Regions from separate parts of the Zea mays genome. Here regions 2 and 3 are each linked to region 1. Evidence: chromatin contacts called from public Hi-C data. All regions are on one chromosome and are shown on one strand. The core of a region is the stretch at or near the end of the contact, and the rest is flanking DNA. Distances in the headings are between cores, read along the strand shown. Region 1 holds the start of LOC100279269 (putative RING zinc finger domain superfamily protein). Region 2 holds the start of LOC100216611 (SnRK2.3). Region 3 holds the start of LOC100283534 (nucleic acid binding protein).

Region 1 (3,652 bases), core at 50-2,549:
TGTGGACTGATCCGCTGCGTCCTTGGCCTGCCACGCCGCCGCCTCCGCCCTCAGCCGCGCCACCCGGTCCTCCAGGTCCGCGCGGCGCCGCGCGGCCTCCGACGCCTCCGCCTCCTTCTCCCTTACCCGTTGAGCAGCCGCCGCCTCCGCCGCGCCGACCAGCGAACGGTAGTGCCGCCGCCGAGTGTCGGCCAGCGCGCGCCGGAGCCTGTCCGCCTGCAAGGCACAAGGAGCACATCAGCGACATAGGACGGTCTCTGGTGGATACCGACGGCGACAAACGACGCACGGTTCTTACATGTTCCTGGATCAGCCGGTCCATCTCGTTCCTGTGCTGATCGCGCTGCGCGGCGAGCTCTTTAGAGAGGAGACATGAGGCCGAGGCCGAGGCCGGGGACGTGCACGACACGTGCTCCGAGCCCTCGTCGAAGTCGAGCCGGAGGCCCATCGCCGTCCGCTTCTGAAGTTGCGCCAGGTTGATCACCTTGGGCCCCTGCGCCTGCGGTTGCTGCTGCAGAGAGAAGAACTGCGACGACATGGGCTCCGCCTCGCGCTGCCGCTTCCTCCCGCCGCCGTAATCTATGTGCACACAGCAACCCGACAATTAAGTCCCCGGCGACCTTTTCACGATCCGAAATCGGAACAGAAGGGTGCGGTGCTGCTGCCCAAGAAGACGAAATCCGCCGCGGAGCCAAGGAGTGCGCTTTGTTTGATCTGCTTACCTCCATGCGAGAAGTCCAAGAAGAGGGGCGGAGCCTGAGCCTGCTGCGGCGCCATAGCCTCCTTCTGCGCCTGATGATGCAGCTCCATCGCCGCCGCCAACCGGCTGCCCTCCGGCGCGCCGCTGACAACCCAGACGCTCAAATCACCCATCCGAATACGATCCAGCAGACCGACGATCGACGCGGAAGAAACGATTAGAAGATGCACAGCGGCCACGGCAGGTACCTGACGAGGAAAGGGGACTCGCGGTGGTAGTGGTGGTGATAATGCGCCTGGACCGCCATTGCTGGAACCGGGGCAACCAAATCAATCAGGCAGCCGAGAGAGAGGCGACGGACGGGTGGAAGCACGCGCGTGCCAAGCGTGTGAGTCGGGTGGGCAGTAGGAGGACGGAGAGAGTCGCGGGCAACGCGAACGAACTGGTCCACCGCCTCCTCCTCGTCCTCGTCTTAAGAGGGCGTCATGGGGCTGGCTGCTCCTGTCCAGTCTCACCTGCTTCGCGCATGCAGGGATGACACGGGTGGCAGGCTGTTGGCGTGGCTGGTGCTGGCTCGATTTCATGAGGAGAGAGGGTTGGTGCTGATGCGCTGGTGCCTTTCCGTTTTCCTTTCATATTTATCAAAGGAGATGCTTAACGTTAGCGATGGCTAGCGTGAACTGTCTGGCAATTTGTGATTTACTACCATATACTGATACACACGATTGGAACTATGTACATTTAGACCTTTTTAAAAAATAAGGACTAGTTTGGAAACCACATTATCTCAAGGGATTTTCATTTTCCTAAAGAAATTAGTTCATTTTTCTTTGAAAAAATAAGAATCTCTTGAGAAAATTGAGCTCTCAAACTAGCTCTAAAAGAAACAAATCGGTCTTAGAGAATTCTAAACCTATAAAAATTGTTATATCTTCATTTTATATAGAGAATTAAATTATTTCTTCCAGTTCCTATGGTTGAAGGAAACTAGCATGAGGTTAGAAATCACAATTTTTTCCTTATATATATTTCTATGATAATTTATGTACTTTTAAGGCTGGCCGGAGCATGTAAACGCTTCTCTTCTCTAAATATAGAGTAGATTTTCTCAGCTCTCTCTTCCAACAACGTCCTATAAACATAGGTTCATTCATATATACAGATTTTATCCCTTCTCTTTTTTATTCTTTTTAATACTTTAAATAATAAATTAAGCAAAACTAAAATATGTATTAAATATTTAAGGGTGCGGTAGGTAAAAATCTAAAGCAAAATTTATCTCTAATATACATGATAAGATATGGAGGACGTTACTAGAGATAAATAACATATAGAAAAGGGAATATTTTAAAGGATACTCTAAAATTAGGATGTAAAAAGAGATACAGATGACACCGAAAGTCTAAGAGTATTAGGTTTCTAGAGACTAATTTTTAGTTTCTCTATTTCATTTCATTTCATTTCATTTTAGTGTCTAAATTACTAAATACGGAAACTAAAACTCTACTTTAGTTTTTTGTATTTAGCAATTTAGAGATTAAAATAAAATAAAATTGAAAGACTAATAATTAGTGCATAAAAACAAAACACCCGTTAAGTTGAGCTAAAAACAATATTCGCCATCGAGGACAGATGAAACTGCAATATATTGTCTGGCCACTTCTTTTCTTTTATTTTATTCTAAGGATATACTGCCTCGTAGCGGTGAGCACAAAATGTTGGCAAAAAAAATGTTAAAAGCAGAACACGGTGGGGGCGCGGTTGGTGCCATGCCAGTGACATATTTCATCATGTCACAAGGCTGTTGGAGTGATATGTTACTCGGTAAGCAAATCGTTCGGTGGCACACTGGCACTACAGCACATTTTGAAATGATATACTCCCTCTGTTTCGTTTTAGATGTCGTCGCTATTTATAGATTGATTGTTAGAAACGACTTATAAAAAGAAATAAATGAAGTAGTTATAAACAAAATACTGTAAAAACCACAGATATAACAGGATTAAAATCACAGTAACCCGCAGCGAACAACCTTTGCAGTATATCTCTACGGATGGATATGGATGGGTGGGTGAAATATCCAAGGCCCCGTTGGGAATACCCCGAGTAAAAAGATTGGAAAACAACGGGCGTGTTCGGCTGGCTACAAGCCGACACTGTTGCAGCTGTTTGGACTGCTGCAGCTGCAATCCATAGAGAGAAAAATACTGTAGAAGCCGCAGCCGCAGCCGGATTGCAGCCGCAGCAAGCCGCAGCGAACAAGCTGAACATGTCTACTTTATCGTAACTATTAGTAACTCAACTCACAAAAGCGACTGAAAACGAAGACACGTCGAATAAAACACATGTAGAGTCGTTCTGAAGTTGTAGCACCGTCTGCTCCGGTCGATGTCATGCCGATGCACCAGCTAGTACAATTCGAGGGAGAGAGAGAGAAACGTTCTTTTAGTACAGCAAGATTCGGTCTTGGAAAATTGAAAATGGCTTGGCAATTGATCACTCCAGAGAGTCCAGCCTGAAAAACGCCGATTCTGAGCCTTCTTTTTCATGCCTGCGCGGTTTTTTTTTTTGTGTGAAATGGCCATTTCGTCTCGTGGCATGCACCGCAAGGCAAGGAATTAACTCTTCTCGGTTGCAAAACGTCCAAATCTGCTGATCCATGAGGCTGCAGAATTAAAACCCGTCGGAGCCTGCTGACCCCGCAGCTTCTCAACTTGTGCATAGTAGGTAGCAGCCCCTTAGGCTAGCTCCAACAACGCACTGTAAAGCGTTCTGTACTCTAAATTTAGAGTTCAGAAGCGTCCTCTAGACGCCCAGCAAGGACCTCTAAATGACACTCTAAATTATAGATGACGCCGCACGCACCCTAGATGTGGAGACTTGGAGACGTGCACTATCCGGGCGAGTCGTCGGGCTCGCGCGGGGGTGAAAAATCCGAGCGCGCTGTACTCC
Region 2 (3,831 bases), core at 479-2,978, 590 kb before region 1:
CAAATTTTCACACGAGGTGTTGGACTCCCATCAAGGAGGGTGTTCTCAAGTTTAAGATCACGGTGACAAATTTCCTGTGTTTCATTTGTTAGCTCATTAAAACTTACACTCCACTATTCATGGACTTGTTGACTTTTGGAAGCAAAACCGTACCATAGAATGGCAGTAGCTGACCCCTGATATCAGCTGTTGGAAGAAATACCTGGACTGTTTGCGTTTACAACATAGGGAGCACACAACATTAGTTTGACGTGGTTCGGGGCGAGAAAATAGGCTGACAATATGACGAATATAAGGCCAAAACAAACCTCATCTTCACTGAATCGCCCTGCTGAGCAGATTTTCTCAAATAGCTCTCCACCAGCAGCATATTCCATGACAATAGCAAGATGTGTGGGTGTTAGACAAACCTGTTACCAATAGATTCACAGTACAAAGTATGAGCTTTGCAACACAATTTAGTATCAAGATGACAAATTGTTCGTTTTAAAAAAAATCAGCAAGGGTCATACTTCCTTTTTGGTCATATTTTTTTAGAAAAAACATGTCTAAAATCCATACAACTGAAGGGTGAAAAATTAGACAACAAAAGCAACTAAAAACCAGCTCAATGAATCTTGCAACACCTTTCTTAGGGTTCTCAAGCCTGCAACTTTGAGAAACACGCGCTACCAATCAACTAGACAACTCACAGAAAAAAACCACACACTAAACGAGATTAAGAGACACAGGAGCAGCGATGACCAATGGAATATTACTCAGAAAACAACTAAGGGCCTGTTTGCCTGTTTGGATCTTAGCACTTAGCACGCCTTGAGAAGCTAAGCTGCTATTGGTTGCTAAAGTTTAACACTTCACTTTTAGCACCTTTTAGAACTCCTGTTTGGACCTCCAAATTAGAAGTGTGGTGCATCAAGCAAACAGCTAACAGCAGAAAATCAGTATGTTTGGAACCACTCAGTTTTTATAAACCAGTTTCATAAAAACTAGGGGCTTCCAAACAGTCCCTTAGTCATCGTACGCTATCCTTTATTATCTTTCAAAAGGAGCGCCAGTGCTACGAGACGATTAAATTCAACAGAAACAATCAGTAAAGATATCAATGAATTATTGAGTCCAAGATTTCCGAATTACCTCCTTGAACCGTACGATGTTAGGGTGCCGGAGCGACTGGTGATTGATGATCTCCCTCTGCACGTTCTCATCAATCTGCACAGACAGACACGACTCATGAAAGTATCCAAGAAACACACAGGACTCAAGCCAGAGCCTCTTTCTGGACTGCAACTCCCATTTTTTCTTATCATGAAACGACCCTCCAAGGCTCCAACACCCGACAAATCCGAATTTTAGAAGCAGCACTAGCAATCCCCAAACCCAAGCACGAACGGGGAGACAAAAGCTCAAGCCGGGAGACTGCTACCTACCTTCTTGCCCCTCTCGATGTACTTGACGGCTACCAGCTCCTTGGTCCGCTTGTCCCTGACCAGCCTCGCCACGCCGAAGTTGCCGGCCCCCAGCTCCTTCAGCGCCTCGTACCTCTCCTCCATCAGCACCGGTCCCGACCAAGACCTCCCAAGAATGGCGAGTTGGCGACACCGAACGAAAGGTATCTTCCGGCAGGGAAGAACCAAGCGACCAACCCAATCACGAGTGCGAACTCTAACCAAACCGGACGGGGACCGGATAGAGAATTCTCTCGGTCGCAGTCGGCAGTCGCGGCTCGACGAGAAAGCGACGAAGTGACGAACCGGGGGCGGGGTTTTTTTTTTGTCTGTTGGACATGGACCTGGACTTGGAGGCCAAGCGACGCGAGATCGGCGATGACAGGGGTGACGTGGCGCGGGAGTGCGGAGCAAGGAGCTGCTCGGCGCGACGCGGCGGGACGGCGGGACGAGGGGCTGATGCGCGACACGTGGAGGAGTCAGCGGTGTTCCTCTGAAGGGCGTGCGTGGGCTCGGATCGGAGTTGGAGTGGCATCGCAATCGCATTCGCTATTGTACGGGACCCGCGTGGCGTGGGGTCGCTTCGGCAGCTAGGGTGGGCCGTGGGCGAGCGCCTAGGCCTAGTAGTACTAGCCTAGCCTTGTGCGCCGCTTTTCAGCGGGATTTGGTGGCAGGTAGCCTCTGCTGTGGGCCTTATTATATACATTTTTTTAATCATAAACTTGGCATTAGGCGCCTTGTACTAATCAATGAGAACTTAGCATAGTCACGGGTTACCACAATATTTACATTATCGTGAGGATCGACTAGCCATAGCCCATAGCATCGAGTGACTCGTGTCCCAACCTATATCTATCTTAACAAGGTCATATACGAAAAACTTGGTATGTTAGAAAACCTATAGGGCTAGTTTAGAAACTCTATTTTTTCAAAGAATTTCTATTTTTTAAGAAAAAATAAACTAATTTTGCTTAAAAAAATAAAAATCTCTTAAAAGAAATGAGAATTTTCCAGCTAGCCCGAAGCGATCAAGCGAGAGCTTCCAAATACACCTAAACCACATCTCTCTCATAGACCTGTTTGGTTCGGCTTTTTTCTGAAGAGCTTTTTCGAAAAGCTGGCTGTGGGGAAAAGCTGGCTGTGATGAGAAGCCGGTGGTTAGAATCTAGGTGTTTGGTTCGGCTGCTGTGGACAGAAGCTAGTCGGTAGAACACGCGTTCTCTCTTCCTCCTCGGCCATCCCGGAGAACACACGTTCTCTCTCTCCTCTGCCACGAACTGCCTTGTCCTTACCCTCTCCACCACTGCACCTCGTGTTCGAGCTCCAGATGGGCGGCGGGGTGAGGAATGGAGACGGTTTGGTGACGGCTGAGAAGGTTCTTGGGTTCGAGTTCGACAAGGTCAGGATCAGCATTGCGTCCAGCGACGACGAGGCGGACGGAGACGCGCCGCCAAGGAGCTCCTTCTCCGGGGCGAGCCACCCGCCGGAGCTGGTGGACGAGATAGACACCGTCTTTGTCGCTGTCGACGGCCGGGATAAGCCGGTCCCGAAGCCAATCATCTCGTGGGACGCGTCCCCGCCGCCGAGCGGCGCGGCAAGCCCGCACAGCAGCATCGACAGCTCCGGCGCCGCCACCAACGTGACAATCACAAGCCTCGCGTCGAGCTGCACCGTCACCAGCCGGAGCGCCAAGACCAGCGTCAGCAGCAGCGCAGCCAGCGACGGCAGCGGCTGGAGCAACGACAACGGCACCGGCGCCGGCGGCAGCGCAGGGAAGCCGCACAAGGGCGGCGACCCGACGGGCCAGTCGGTCCTGCGCGCGCAACGGGCCAGTCGGTCAGTCGCAGGGGTTCGCGCGAGCCAAGAATCGATCGACTTCTGCCAGACACGACCTCCAGCGCGCTTCTCAGTCCTCGTTGTATTTCGGCTTTTAAACGAAGCGCTTCGTCCAGAATCCCAGCGAGAATCTAAGCGTTTGGATGACAAAAGCTGCTTTTGGTCACCAGAATCGGCAAAAAGCCGAACCAAACGCGGCAGTCTCATCGTTTGGAGCGGCTTCTAGAACGGATCCTGGCGGAAAGAAGCGAATAAGGCAGCCAAACACAGTTCGTGGGAAGCGAGAATCTCCACCATTTCACCGACCACGTGAAGGTGAGAAGCACTTATTCGGTTATTTCTATCTCACGTATTAGATAGAATTATAATTTTTTGAAAGATTTTAATTTTTAGTATTTAAATCCACTTAATTTTAATCCACATAGATTGAAAACAAAACAAACAACCCAAAATGAGAATCGGTCGCTTCCGTGTGGTGGGAAGAATCCCACCGATTAGCATCGTCCATTACCTGAGTGCCCCTTCGCTGACGCCTGCTCCACAACATTCC
Region 3 (3,678 bases), core at 131-2,630, 610 kb before region 1:
GTCTGTTGTTGGCCATAAGATGAAAAAACGCGACCGTATTGGTGGCGACATTCAACTGAATAATGACTACTTTATTGAGAGGTCGTTGTTCAACCCTGAGCAATTCCGCAGAAGGTATATTGCTAATACTATTTTAATACTACTATTATCTATGTTAAACTACATTATCAAAAATTCAGTCCCTGATATTGTTTCTTCAATGACTGCAAGCTCAGGTTCCGTATGCAACAATCCCTTTTCTTGGAGATTGAAGATAAATTGGCAGCTGCAAATAAGTTCTTTAGACAAAAAAGAAATGCAGCTGGTGTGTTGGGATTCTCCAGTAGACAAAAGTGTACTGTGGCTTTGCAGATGTTGGCTTATGGAGGTCCAGCAGATTTTCTAGATGAAGGTCTGCGTATGGGAGAAAGCACAGTCCTTCAAACTATCAAGGAGTTTGCTAAAACAATAATTGAAGTTTTTGGACCTGAATATCTTAGGCCTCCTTCAGAATCCGAGTTGCAACACATTTTATCAGAAAATGAGGCATGTGGCTTCCCTGGAATGATTGGTAGTATCGATTGTATGCATTGGGAATGGGCGAACTGTCCTACCGCTTGGGCTGGGATGTACATGGGTCATAAGGGAAAGCCTACTCTTATTTTAGAGGCAGTTGCGACAAAGGATGTGCGATGTTGGCATGCATTTTTTGGTCTTCCAGGATCTCACAATGATATTAATGTGTTGCGTTGCTCTCCTGTTTTCGATGATTTGGCAAATGGCAATACAGCACCAGTTAACTTTACTGTCAATGGAAACCCTTATGCCCTTGGATATTACCTTGCTGACGGGATTTATCCTGATTGGGTGACTTTGGTGAAAAGCATAAGTCGCCCAATCAGTAACAAACAATCGGTGTTTGCTAAACAGCAGGAAAAATGCCGCAAGGATGTAGAGAGATTTTTTGGAGTATTTCAAGCCAAGTGGAAGATTATGCATCACCCTGCTCGTCTTTGGAATCAGCATGATCTCAATAACATTGTGCATGCATGTGTCATTCTACACAATATGGTGGTCCAGAATGAACGTGGAGTTGACCTTCCAAGAGTGCACGTGTCGGAGTGGCCAGGTGCAGCAAACCCTCCAATAACTCCGCTAATATCAGTTCCTGGAACGGATATGGGCCGTTGGTTCTGGAGCGTTTGGGTCGCGGTCGAAGCTGCCCTATTTCTGGGTCGCGTGCGGACCTGCTCTATATTTGGGTCTTCTGTTTCGGTCTGCTGTTGGAGGCCTGCAACTGGTGTGTTACAGCCTATTTTCGGTTCAGAGCACCGTATGGATCGCTTGTTGGAGACAGCCTCAGAAACACTTTAAACTTCCGGCCCATCTATCGTTGTGAACAAGTTGAGCCCGTGAGAAGCCAAATCGCGAACCCACCCGGGCCAGGGGCAAACCTCGTGCTCCCCTCCACTTGCCGAGGAGGCTCGCGACCCGCGACGCCTTCCGCAGCCCCGACCCAAACCCTAGCCCCCTCCACCGTACTGCCACCGTCATGGCCGAATCATCTGCCGCTGCCGAGGTCGGGTCGCCAGCTTCGTTGCCACCACTGGTCGCCGAGGAGGCCGATGCCGCCGCGATGGAGGAGGCCGCGGCGGTCGCGAAGAGGTGGCCCGGGTGGCCCGGGGACAGCGTGTTCCGGCTGGTGGTGCCAGTGCTCAAGGTCGGAAGCATAATCGGGCGGAAGGGCGAGCTCATTAAGCGCCTCGTCGAGGAGACCAAGGCCAGGGTCCGCATCCTCGAGGGACCTGTCGGCGCCACCGAGCGTATCGTGAGTAGCGCTACTTTTGCTGATGCTTAATGGGTTTATGTCTTCTCTGACGCGAAAGGATGTTAACAAATTCAAAATTAGGATGCTTTGTACTGTGAATTATTGAGGTTGCTTGGTATTGTGAGCTGATTTTATTGTTATTGTTATTGTTATTTATATTTTACCTGTCTGAGCTGGCGATAAATATGAGATGCACTCGCTATGTTTTTGTGAAAAAAAGAATGTTGGGATGGGCATGAGTTCAAAAATATCTCAGCAGTGGAGTGGTGTAATTGACTCTCCGTGGTACTGCAAGTGTTTTCTGATTTGGTTATTATGTAAACAGATAGGACATTAGGACGGGAGTGGAAATCTTCTGATGGTTGGAAATTCTGGTCAATCTATGCATCAGTGTTGTTTCTGTGTGATATTTAGTGTGTGTTGTATTTGTTATGATGATTGTAAATATGGGAAAAACTGTATATATTCATATATCAGAATGTTTAATGCTAGTACAGGAGACAGTTATTTACAGAGGAGGGTATGATAATGTGAGCCTTCAATATGCTTTTATGCTTATATATGCTGTGCAGCACATGTAGAGATTTACCATATGGCCAGTTGGATGATAATGGTGGATGGTAGCTGTCTTTTCTTTTGGCACAATTAAGCAGGATAACTATCTTCATTGTGTTTGTCTCTTGGATGAATTTAAATATGACATTGGATAGCGCCTTTTCACTATTCTGTTAATATAGTATCATGTTTCATGGTCTCTTTGGATTTCACTGAATCATGGATGTCGGATATTCCAGGTTTTGGTTTCTGGAAAAGAAGATCCAGACTTGGAGCTACCTCCAGCCATGGATGCTCTCATGAGAGTTTTTAAGCGTGTCACTGGGATAACAGATGGAGCTGCTGAGGGCACTCAGGCCGCTGCTACTCCTGATGTATGTGCTGCCCGATTGTTGGTTCCTGGAGCTCAGGCAATTAATCTAATTGGGAAGCAAGGTGCAACTATCAAAGCAATCCAGGAGAGCACGAGTGCAACAATACGGGTAATATCAGTAGGTGAGGTGTTTCTCTGGACTGATGCATTGTGTGTTGATACTTGATACACAGTTAATTTTGTAAATTGTAGAGCAGTTGATTGTCTTATTACACTTAATATCTTATCTTCTTCCCCTGCTTCCAATGTAACTGATGAATTTCTGGCAAGCTTTAGCTTTTATGCATTTCGCTTGCAAAATGGTGCTGTCTTCCTGAAGTTTTAGCAAAATGAGTGCCATTGTTTTTTAGAGTATTAGACATTTGACTGGACTAATAAATGTTATCATTCTTGTGAGAGAACTTCCACTGTTAAAAGTAATTTTATTATATTGCTGTTAATGTGTTTAGGAGCTCTAACCTTATTTCAACTGTGTGTCATCAATCTTGCATGTTTGGATTAGCTGTATTGAACTCTTGCTTATAGAAAGTACAAACACTTTGATAAGTTATAAAATCAGCATCCCACACAGATCATTATGGCATTAGAAAAGTTGTAAAATTGAAATTATCCTTATGGTTTTTGGGTTATAAATATCTGCAGATGAACATGAACGACCATTCTATGTAACTGACGATGAAAGGATAGTTGAGATACAAGGCGATACAGAGAAAGTTCTAAAAGCACTGCAAGCAGTTTCAAATCATCTTCGGAAGTTTTTGGTTGATCATAGTGTACTTCCATTATTTGAAAAGACTGTAAGGATGCATTTCAACTCATGCTAAACATCACTAGAGCATCCTTCATATCATTTTTGATTCATCATTTTTACCTTTTTTTCCAGAATACTACAGTGAGCCAAGATCGCAATGGTGATGGTTGGAGCGATATGTCACGTCCTTCA

The links. A called contact is a pair of places that touch in the nucleus more often than the background predicts.
Region 2: a Hi-C map of endosperm shows a contact between it and region 1, with 3 times the contacts expected there. The contact joins the promoter of LOC100216611 here to the promoter of LOC100279269 in region 1. A contact is called at or near these places in 2 of 25 Hi-C or Micro-C datasets (endosperm and tassel).
Region 3: a contact with region 1 is called in a Hi-C map of ear, with 2.3 times the contacts expected there. The contact joins the promoter of LOC100283534 here to the promoter of LOC100279269 in region 1.

What each region holds. Positions count from the first base shown.
Region 1 is chr1:96,829,648-96,833,299 of Zm-B73-REFERENCE-NAM-5.0, forward strand. It overlaps LOC100279269 (putative RING zinc finger domain superfamily protein), which reads right to left and starts at 1,300. Exons shown (of 4, transcript NM_001152290.2): 1 at 949-1,300; 2 at 723-844; 3 at 299-579; 4 at 1-216. The coding sequence starts at 1,007.
Region 2 is chr1:96,239,137-96,242,967 of Zm-B73-REFERENCE-NAM-5.0, forward strand. It overlaps LOC100216611 (SnRK2.3), which reads right to left and starts at 1,729. Exons shown (of 9, transcript NM_001143024.1): 1 at 1,428-1,729; 2 at 1,135-1,209; 3 at 309-410; 4 at 154-207; 5 at 1-74. The coding sequence starts at 1,550.
Region 3 is chr1:96,219,809-96,223,486 of Zm-B73-REFERENCE-NAM-5.0, forward strand. It overlaps LOC100283534 (nucleic acid binding protein), which reads left to right and starts at 1,381. Exons shown (of 6, transcript NM_001156434.2): 1 at 1,381-1,807; 2 at 2,602-2,857; 3 at 3,378-3,532; 4 at 3,619-3,678. The coding sequence starts at 1,532.